3 separate regions of the Canis lupus genome follow, and all the other regions are linked to region 1. A link is a contact called in public Hi-C data. All regions are on one chromosome and are shown on one strand. The core of a region is the stretch at or near the end of the contact, and the rest is flanking DNA. Distances in the headings are between cores, read along the strand shown. Region 1 has its middle 41 kb from the start of BHLHE40. Region 2 overlaps ITPR1 (inositol 1,4,5-trisphosphate receptor type 1). Region 3 overlaps ITPR1 (inositol 1,4,5-trisphosphate receptor type 1).

Region 1 (3,223 bases), core at 518-3,017:
ACTGGTCCCAACTGTGTAAACTTTCTCACAGCTGACATTGAATATCCATGTGATTTGTTTTCACTTGAAGAGTGCCCTGCAAACACCATCTGAGAGGGCAGAGCAATTCCTAAAGCAGCAGTTCTCAGCGTGTGGTCCCTGGACCAGCGGCATCAGCAGCATCTGGGAACTTGGAAATGCAGGCCCTCCCCTCCACCCCCCAGACCTACTGAATCCAAATCTGAAGTTTAACAAGAGCCCCAGTTGATCCAAAATAAATAAATAATAAACAAGGTCATTCCTTCAGTGAAGAGGACAGTGAAGTCAATAGAAGAGAGGGTGATATGACAGTGACTAGAAAGAGGCCACTTTCCATAGAGCAGCTGTTCTCAAAGGTTTTGGTCTCAAGGGGCTATTTACACTCTTGAAGATGGTGGAGGACCCTAATGAGCTTCTTTCACCTAAGCTGTATCTACCCGGAGTTGCCATTCTAGAAGTTAAGACAAATAACTTTTAAAAATATTGCCAGTTCATGGAAAATAGTAAATTTGACATATTGACATACGTTTGAGGAGAGTAGCTCTATTTTCTAAAACAAATGGAACTAATGAGCGGAATGGCACATTTTTGCAAATCTTCTTTAAATGTCTGCTTTAATAGAAGACAGCTGGATTCCCGTATCTGCTTCTGCAGTCCGTTGCAGCACCCCGTGTCTCGGGGTCTTTGGGAAACTCTAACTTGGGAGAGAAACAGCGACAAAGGCAGATACCCTCTTGCTATGGTCATGGAACTAGTTTTGGCGTTCAGACCCCTGGAAGGGTGGGCGTCCCCAGGCCGCGAGGGCCGGTGCTGTGAGGCGTGATGGAGAAGGGCCTCACAGCGCAGTGGCCTGTAGAGCAAGTTCTCAACGATCTGTCCCGGGTGGGAAGACTTCTCAGTTTAAATAACACAGAGGTTGTGCAGCGAGGGTGTCCATGTGACTTCTGGCCCCACCTTGGTCCTAGAGAAGCTGCGGGACGGTGGATAGGTCCCCTGCCCTCTCTGAGCCTCAGTTTCCCGGTGGGAGGAGCGCGCTCCCTAATATTCCAGCCCCACCCCCGCTCCCCGCCCCCATCCCCACCCCAAGTGCGTGGGAGGTCCCAGCGGGAACCTTAGCGTAATCCCGCGTTTGCCCAGCAGAGGGCGATGGAGACCGGCCCTGGCCGGACACCTTGCGCTCCGGGCCCTCGACCTCCCCACGCAGACCCGAGCTCCCCTCGCGATCGGGGCGGCCTCCTTGGCCCCAGCTGGCCCCCAGGTCTCGTAGGCGACCCGGGCCACCTCCCGGTCGCCCCCGGGGGCCAGAGCGCCCTTCATGTTGAGCCGCACGTGGTCAGCTTGGGACGCTCGCTCGGGAAGCCTGGGAAGAGCAGAGGGAGGGGAAGAACTGGTTTAGGCAAAGACACATTTTTCATTTGTCCCCCCCCCCCCCCCCCCCGCCCCCGGGCCTTTCGGTGAGGAGCCACCCAGGAGCTGTTGACTCCTCACAGGGAAAGCCGGGCGGGGCGGCCGGAAGGGAACAAGACGGAGCGCTGCGCCAGCTCTCCCAGGGGGCTGCCCGCCTGCAGGCGCGGGGCTGTGCTTGCATCAGCGCGGCCCGGACCGGGGCAGCGGCCGCCGGCGACGTCAGCCGCCTTCCCAGAAGAATTCCACTGCCTGCGGCCGGCCCGGCGGTGTGGGGGCGGGGGCTTTTGGTTTCGGAGGATGACACCACTCGCTAGCTGCATCTCCGGTTCGCGCTCTGTTGTCATGGAGACCACAGCATCTTGGCAGCTTGGGTGAGGCCAACCTGCCCGAGAAGTGACCCGGACCAGCTCAGGAAACCACCAGCCGGCCCAGTGACATGGGGCTGCAGGTCCTGGGCTCTCCCCTGGGGACGCCCTGCTGGGCCACCTTCCTTGTCATACAGGATTGTCAAGACTCCAAGCACCCTTGCCCAAAGGGCTTGGAAACAGCACCCCCCCCCCCCCCCCACTGCTCCAGCCCAAATAGAAAGAGGAGTCCTAAGACGGAATGTGCCTGGCAAAACAGACTTTTCAATCCTCTGAATTATTGTTTTTTTTTTTTTCTTATCTTTCTATGGAGCAGTTTCTTTCTTTCTTAAGATTTTATTTATTCATTCATGAGAGATGCAGAGATATAGGCAGAGGGAGAAGCAGGCTCCCTGCGGGGAACCCCGTAGGGGACTCCATCCTAGGACCCCTGGATCGTGACCTAAGTGGAAAGCAGACACTTAACCACTGAACCACCCAGGCGTCCCTTTGGAGCAATTTCTTAGGATTCTCTTTAGAATATTCACTGGCTTCATCCACATTCTGTGAAGCAGTGATTGTTTTAAGTCACTTAGGCAAGTTTATACGGAGCACCTAGAGTGTGCATTGAACTGATGCTTTTTTTTTTCTACTGCAATGAGACCAGGCATTCAGTCTTTAATTATGTGTTAGTAATGATTGAGAAGATCAGAGCACAAATAATCCTGAAGAAGGAATAAGAAATCTAGAATAATAATTTAAACGCAGCTGACTTTCACTGAACGCCCACCCTAGGTCAGACACTGGGCTAAATCCTCTAGAGTTACTTTACCACATTTGATAGTCTCTATTCTCTGAGGTGGGTTCCATCGTTTTGATCCACGCTTTGCAGATAAAGAAATGGAGGTACAAAGAGGTAAAGTAACTTGTCCATGTCCTACAGCTAGTAGTTTAATACTTAGTAGAATCATATCCCCGTCTGTAGTAGGCATTCAATATGATTGCACTCTGCTTTGGAAAGAACAGAGAGAGGGCAGTGTACACAAACATCCCAGGAAAAAACCTCATTCATTTGTGCTGTTTCCATCTAAGATTTATTATAATATGAAAGCAGGCAAAGGTAGGGTTCCTTTTTTTCTCCAAGGAGAGAAAAAAAGTTGCTAAGCAAATATTATAAACAAGGTGAGAATATTTTTATAGGACATTTTGGAGTTTAGAAACCACTTTGCTACCAAGGATCTAACTTCATCTCCACAACACTCGTCTTAGTCCCAGTTTAGAGGCATATTTCTTTTTCCCCACAGAAAACCTTTTAACCACTTAAAAAAAAAAAAAAAGTAGACTTTAAGGACACAAACCTAAACCACACATAATAGCCAAAAAGTGGAAACAACCCAACACATGCTATAACATGGATGACTTGAAGACATTATGCTAAGTGAGTTAAACCAGTC
Region 2 (3,223 bases), core at 358-2,857, 250 kb after region 1:
CAAAACCAGAACATAATGTTTAATAAGTGAATGAAGTGATTTTCTCAGGACATTTTTATTATCAAGTTAAATTGTTTTACATGAAGGGTCATCCTCAATGACCATACATTAAAGAGGGATGTTTTGAGAAAATGGTCATTTCTGATTTTTGACAAGTCTTGTTTTCCCTACCTAGTCCCAGGATCAGTCACTATATTCAGGCGCTGATACCTCCAATCAAGGCAAAGTCTCCCAAACCAGCAAATGATGGAGAGTGGTTATTGAACTTAGAAACTCATGACTGTATTCTATTGCCTTTTCATATTTCTTCACTGATCTTATGTCTTCCCAGGGCTTTTAGATTAGGTCAGCAAATCTAACCAGAGGAAAAAGATTTCAAATGACTATCTTTGAAATAGAAATTCAAGGGATCCCTGGGTGGCTCAACAGTTGAGTGTCTGCTTTTGGCCCAGGTAGTGATCCCAGGGTCCTGGGATCAAATTGCACATCAGGCTCCCTATGGGGGGCCTCCCTCTCCCTCTGCCTATGTCTCTGCTCTCTGTCTCTAATGAATAGATAAATTCTTTAAAAAAAAAATCAAAATGAATCTCAAGTCACTGAATCCCAAGCAGCCACAAATTAAGGCACCAAAACTATGGTATTTTAATAGTAGCCAGGTATGTGTTTGTAAGAAACTGACACACTTGTTTGTAATATCTAACATACCTAACATTTTATTGAAGGATGAATTTTTACTATAAACAAAGGAAACCATACCTTCTCATCTTAAAAAAAAAAAAAAAGCTCTGAGTCTTCCTAGAGTTACTATTTCCGGTGTATGTACAACAGCACCCACTCACATACCTACGTACACTTCATGTATGCCTCCAACAGGCTAGCACAGACCACAGCCTTGTAAAAAAACCAAAAACAAACAAAAACACCTTTTGTCTTCTGCTGCCATCAACATAAATCATTCCATTAACCATGAGCTTCTAGAATTTTCTTTTGAAAGATGAAGTCTCCTTCCATGGACCATCCCCAGCAGAAGCTGAATACAGTTCAAGAAATGCAAATATGTTATAGCCCTCATATTCAGCACATCAAAGGGAACATATGAACTCCAGTACCCTTGAATCGGCCTCCAGTTCCTTTTCACCCACTCAAAACCTCAGAGGAGGGAAATCAACCAACCAGCCAACAGTGAACACACTTGCAAATATGTTTGCTGGGACCCATCCTTCCTGAGCCTTTGCAAACCCACCTTAAGAGATGAGAAAGCTTTAAAGAAAATTGAGTTAAAATATGTGATCTAGCATTTCAGAACAATTTTAAACTTTCACATCTGCTAACACAATGTCCTTTATTAACGGCATTTGTTTTTAGAAACAAAGAAGTAAAAATTTAGTCCCAATGATGTAGTTTCACCTTTACAGAACACGTTCATTGGAACTTAATAGCAAAATTCATTTTTAAAAAACACATTCTAACTTGACTAAACTATACAATTTCAGTCATTGTGTAATAATCTCAGTATCAAAACGCACACACACATAACTCCCCCAAATCCTCCTGCAATAGCTTCTGTGCGCTCTGAGTGGAGCTTGCTTGCTCTATGGTTGCTAGTGTCTAACAGTAAACAGCCCCGCTGCATTTATTGGCAATTACTGCTGAAGGTCACACATCAGCAGTGAGCCTAAATTCCAGGAAAAAAAGCAGCTCTTATGTAACTGCCGCCTGAATGTTGGCAGGTGCCCAACCCAGCAGTTCACAGCAATGTAAAAAAGTAGGACACCTCTAGCCTGGGTTGGATGTCATGAGAACGCCCCCTGAAGGTGAAATTTAATAATTCTTGTGTTTCTTCCCCCCCCCCCCCCACCACCACTCCCCCTGAATTTTACAAAATTCTCCATCAGTAGCATACTTTGCTTGCAGAAGCACCTCAAGGTGGGATAAATTGAGGGCTCACTTTAAGCAGGCTGCAGCCACCCTGAACAAGTGGGAATGCCACTCTAGCTTTTCTGTTGCAATGCAGGAAGGCCATGTTGCTAGCTGACACCAGAGGCTCTGGAGATTTCATGGTTCCAAGTGACAATGATTAAATGGGGATCATATCTCAGACATGAAGAAATGCAGCATGTCCCACTGAGCACATACTTTCTAAACATACCATTCCCTTCAACAGACACATACATGAAAATGAGGTGGATTACTGTTTTGCCTACCACTTCCACCTCAGGTTTGAGTATTGGATTGAAATCATCTGTTCCGTGAGCACAGCACTTTACAGTTTAGAAAGGTGATTCACACGATTACCTGCTGGTGCTATCCACCTGGTGCTTGTTACCTGACTTTCCTGTTCGGGCAGAAGTTCCCAAACTATAGGTGTTCAACCCCCTGCACTTCTCCATTCTAGCAATTCTCATGATTGACAGCTGCCACTGAACATTAGTTTGTACTGCTGCCCATCTCCTCCACAAAACTGTGAATTTCAGAAGGGCAAATGCTATGTCTACTTGGAGGCACCAACATATTCATACCCCCTCACACCATGCCTGGAAGGTAACAGGCACTCAAATATTAGTCATATATTGGATGTCTTTAGCATTAATTGGTATCTGTTTAAAGCCAGAAGTGAGTACATGGGAATCTTCTGGGGATGATGGAAACATCTCCTATCTTGATTTGTGTGTATACATATATAGCAATTGATCAAGCTATAAACATTAAAAAAGAAAAAACCCTCCTCTTCCTGGTTTCAAATGAAATTTTGTCCTAGAAGACAACTAGGAGGGCTCCATACCATGACCTTTCCTTACAGAGACTCCGAACTCTGTCCTCATTTCACCCTGATTTCTCAGAGCACTGACAAGAGACACGGAGGCACTATGCTTTTTCACGAGTCTTTCACAGTACATCTCCTTCCTTGAGATGCCCAAGTGGCCTCTATCATCAAAAGGCAGTGGTCCTCCCCCAATCAGGGTTTCACGGGATCACCATATATGCCTCACACTATTTCAGGGGTGATTCCCCACAATGTTTAGAATTGAACACTGGTTTGCAAGCTAGGTGTGAGGCTTTGCCTGTATCCTGAGCCAGCAAGAACTCTCATTAAACTTCTGCTGAAACTCCAGCTGTGGACTGCAGGTTTCCACCAGCATACACTGACAAAAAGCTTGGTAAGAGGAGAAAACACAGGAGCTGCTTAGTTTCTAGAACAGCCATTGATGAAAAAGGCCAATCA
Region 3 (3,223 bases), core at 528-3,027, 150 kb after region 1:
CTTCAAAAGAACACAGAAAATTGACGCAAGAGTCTGCACACAGCTTAAAGCTTAAGCAGCAGTTTCTTTTCCGTATTCCAACAGCAAGTGACCAAATGACTACAGATTAAAAGAGGTTTTCTGTGGCAGATTCCCACCTTCTTTCATGGCATATTTGATTTCTGGACTCCCATGGAAGGAGAGTCCCTTAGTCCCTTTCCTCTCTGAAAGGTCTTTGAACAAATGCAAAATGCAGACCTCAGTAAACAACTGTTTGTTGAACATTTATAATTTCTGTGCCCAGCAGAGGGTTAAGTATTGAGGGTCTCAAGATGAGCAAGACCAGGTCCCTGCCCCCAACGTGCTTCAGTGCACAGACTGTCGTTACAAGGACGGTCCTAGGGCATGGTTCTTCACTTCTGAGAGCCTCCCCTCCCAAGCTGTGACCTGCCGGATGAATGAGTGTGGTCCACCAGTATTAGGAGGACTGCTATGGGCTGCTGTGCTCATCGTCTCAGTGGCTATGATGATGCACTCAGATCCCCTTTGCTTTTGCTTTACTTGGGCTTCCATGAGTGAGACACCCATCATCCTGGGGCATGAAGGTCCGGCCCAAGGGTATATAATGCCACAGACAGAAAATAATGCATCTTTTTTTTAGAATGCCCGTTTCACTGAATGGTAAATTATTGAAAATATTTTTATGTTAAACTCAAAATATGCCCTACAAAGAACATGACATTTAATCAAATTTTAAAAGTTAAATCCAAGATTTGAAAGAAATGTCCTATTTGCCTGAGGCCACTTTAGGCCACATACCCTGATCCTAGGGATAAACCTTCATTCTCCAGCTCAGTGGAGTCCTTGAGTGCAGAGCTGGAAAAGGATTTCTGGCTGATATTTCTGATATTTTCTGGCTACCGCCACACAGCTTCTCCCTCAGTGCTTTCCTCCAACTCTGATACATAACAATGCGATCTAAGATGGGGGAATCCCACTAAAATCCTAAACCACCGGAAAGCAGCTCAACTGCAGAAATTCAAGTAGTCCGGATGGCATGTATTTTTAGCTTTTCTGCACTGAAGCAGGTAAATCCCCAAATCTGAAATCCTCCGTGTTGCCAGTATTTTAATTAAATAATCATCCCGAGCTGTTAAGTCAAATCTCAAATTACCAAGGAGTACCTAGTGGTTATAATTAATTAGCAATTCTAGCCACACTGTTCTCTCAGCTTCCATTTGATTTTGCACCCTGCACAGTAGGATAAGCTCTGGTGCAGTGTAAGGTTGCTCACCGACTGCATCTCCCTCCGTAGAGAATCTAAGTCTCGAAGGGAAAATGCTTAGACGATCCCAATTACTAGTACAGGGGCAGAGAACACTTGAATCCAATCACTTTGTATTTAGCTTGGACTTTCATAGGAGATGGTGCGCCTGCTTGAGTGCTCTAGGATTCCAGGGGAGCCTGCAGTACACGGTGCTCCAGCTGGTCAGTCTGGAGGCCTCGAAGCGTTTGCAGCATCCTGCCTTTATGTGCACTGAAGATCCAAAACACGGCTCAGTGTCTTGGCTTCTGCATTTTTTGAGGAAATCATCTTCAACTGGCATTTTGTCTGTACGTGAATTTAGTGTGTGTGCACACGTGTGTGTGTGTGTGTGTGTGTGTGCAGGAGGGTGGAGTTGGGGGAGGCTGTGGGTTCAGGGAGCGTCTGTCAGCAGCATCTGTCGCTCTGGGCCTGAGACGTCCCCCGTGCCTGCCTGGCTCTCCTTGCTGCTGGCATCTCGCATACCAATGTCGTTAGGCACCGTCTGCCCTGGTCCTCCTACAATCCAGCCAGTGCAGTTCCCGGCACAGCAAGCGCTTCCTCTGTCAGAGCAGACAAACTGACTGAAGCCACAGCCGGAAGCAGGCTGACCACAAGTGCTAAAGTTCTGGTTAGTTCTTTTCTAGGTAAAGTTGGAAAAGTCCCTGCAAAGGCAAACATTGAAGTTTTAGACACGGGGGCGGTACTGACCTCTTGAAATGTCCTTGACTGGAAAGAAGGAGGGTGTGTGTGTGTGTGTGTGTGTGTGTGTGTGTGTGAGAGAGTGTGAGAGACAGAGAGGAGGAGGAGAGGAAGTTGGATTGTATGATGCAAATGCTAATCATTCTGAGAAGAGGTTTTTTTTTTTTTCTTCTTCCCAGGTTCAACTGAAGAGGCTGTTCTAAGAAAGACGACTGAGGTAATCAATTACCTTCCTCGGAGAAAGTCTGCTCAGGTAGCAGTTTGTTTACCATGTAAACAGTGGAGCATTTACTGTTGAAATAGCCGGACTAGAGATTTTGGATCTCTCGGTGGGGGGCACAGTGGGGGGCAGGAGGGCAAGAGAGATGGTGGGGGAGAGAAGATGGGTCCTGGGGAAGGAGACCTGTGGCTTGTCTCTCCCAGTCCCCTCTGAGGAGATTCAGAAAGGTAAAGACTGTCCCTTCAACTCACATGACAGATGTGTGTCTACTCATCTTACTGAGCAGGATGACAAACCAGGTTTTCCCAGAAAGCCTGGGACCGCAGGGGACAGGAGTGACTAGAGGAGGCAGGGGTGCAGGGGAGGACTGCGGGTAATCCTTAACTTTCCAAAAGCAAGAATACAGGACACTTCATGAACTTCAGATTACTTGCCCCTTTGGTGGGGAGGGGTGACTTTTTTTTACTGAAGGGGACTAAAATAATTCATTTTTAGGGCTCACTTTTCTGAGACCACAGCAAAACAAAACCCAGAATCTGTTGCTTTGGGTGAGAAACGGTGATAATGATCTCTAACTCTGCTCAGTGATTCTAAAATTGCTATTTATAGCAAATATTATACATTAAAAACAACTAAACTAAAAAAATGGATGCCAGCTATGGACACAGTAAGAAGATCAGGGGCTGGGGGGAGGGAAGGACGTCTTGGTGGAGCGCAGAGGATTTTTAGGGCAGTGAAGCTCTTCTGTTTGCTGCTGTAGTGCTGGATACAGGTCACTGTATAATTGTTAAAGCCTGTAGAAGGTACAACACCAAGGGTGAGCCCTAACGTAAACTGGTCTGTATTTAATCATGTGTCATATATTGGTTCATCAGTTAGAACAAATACACCGCAGTAATAAAAAATGTTAATAAGAGGGGAAACTATGTGTGTGAGTGTGGGGAGGGGAGGTAGGAAGGGAGCAATATACGGGAACCCTGTGCTTTCTGCTGTTTTTATGTAAACCTAAAACTGCTATA

What was found. A called contact is a pair of places that touch in the nucleus more often than the background predicts.
Region 2: a Hi-C map of blood shows a contact between it and region 1, with 2.7 times the contacts expected there. The contact joins two enhancer-like sites. A contact is called at or near these places in 3 of 9 Hi-C or Micro-C datasets (all in blood).
Region 3: a contact with region 1 is called in a Hi-C map of blood, with 5 times the contacts expected there. The contact joins two enhancer-like sites. A contact is called at or near these places in 3 of 9 Hi-C or Micro-C datasets (amygdala and blood).

Annotation. Positions count from the first base shown.
Region 1 is chr20:12,681,349-12,684,571 of UU_Cfam_GSD_1.0, forward strand. No RefSeq gene overlaps it. Among named protein-coding and RNA genes, the nearest start is that of BHLHE40, 41 kb to the right of the region's middle. Within about 2 kb of position 1,768, at least 14 of the 20 cell types and tissues checked have an H3K27ac peak or open chromatin away from gene starts, as enhancers often do. A contact at or near this core is called in blood, where this site is marked.
Region 2 is chr20:12,934,789-12,938,011 of UU_Cfam_GSD_1.0, forward strand. All of the region lies in intron 39 of ITPR1 (inositol 1,4,5-trisphosphate receptor type 1), which reads right to left. Among named protein-coding and RNA genes, the nearest start is that of ITPR1, 200 kb to the right of the region's middle. Within about 2 kb of position 1,608, at least 11 of the 20 cell types and tissues checked have an H3K27ac peak or open chromatin away from gene starts, as enhancers often do. A contact at or near this core is called in blood, where this site is marked.
Region 3 is chr20:12,835,289-12,838,511 of UU_Cfam_GSD_1.0, forward strand. All of the region lies in intron 59 of ITPR1 (inositol 1,4,5-trisphosphate receptor type 1), which reads right to left. Among named protein-coding and RNA genes, the nearest start is that of BHLHE40, 110 kb to the left of the region's middle. Within about 2 kb of position 1,778, at least 12 of the 20 cell types and tissues checked have an H3K27ac peak or open chromatin away from gene starts, as enhancers often do. A contact at or near this core is called in blood, where this site is marked.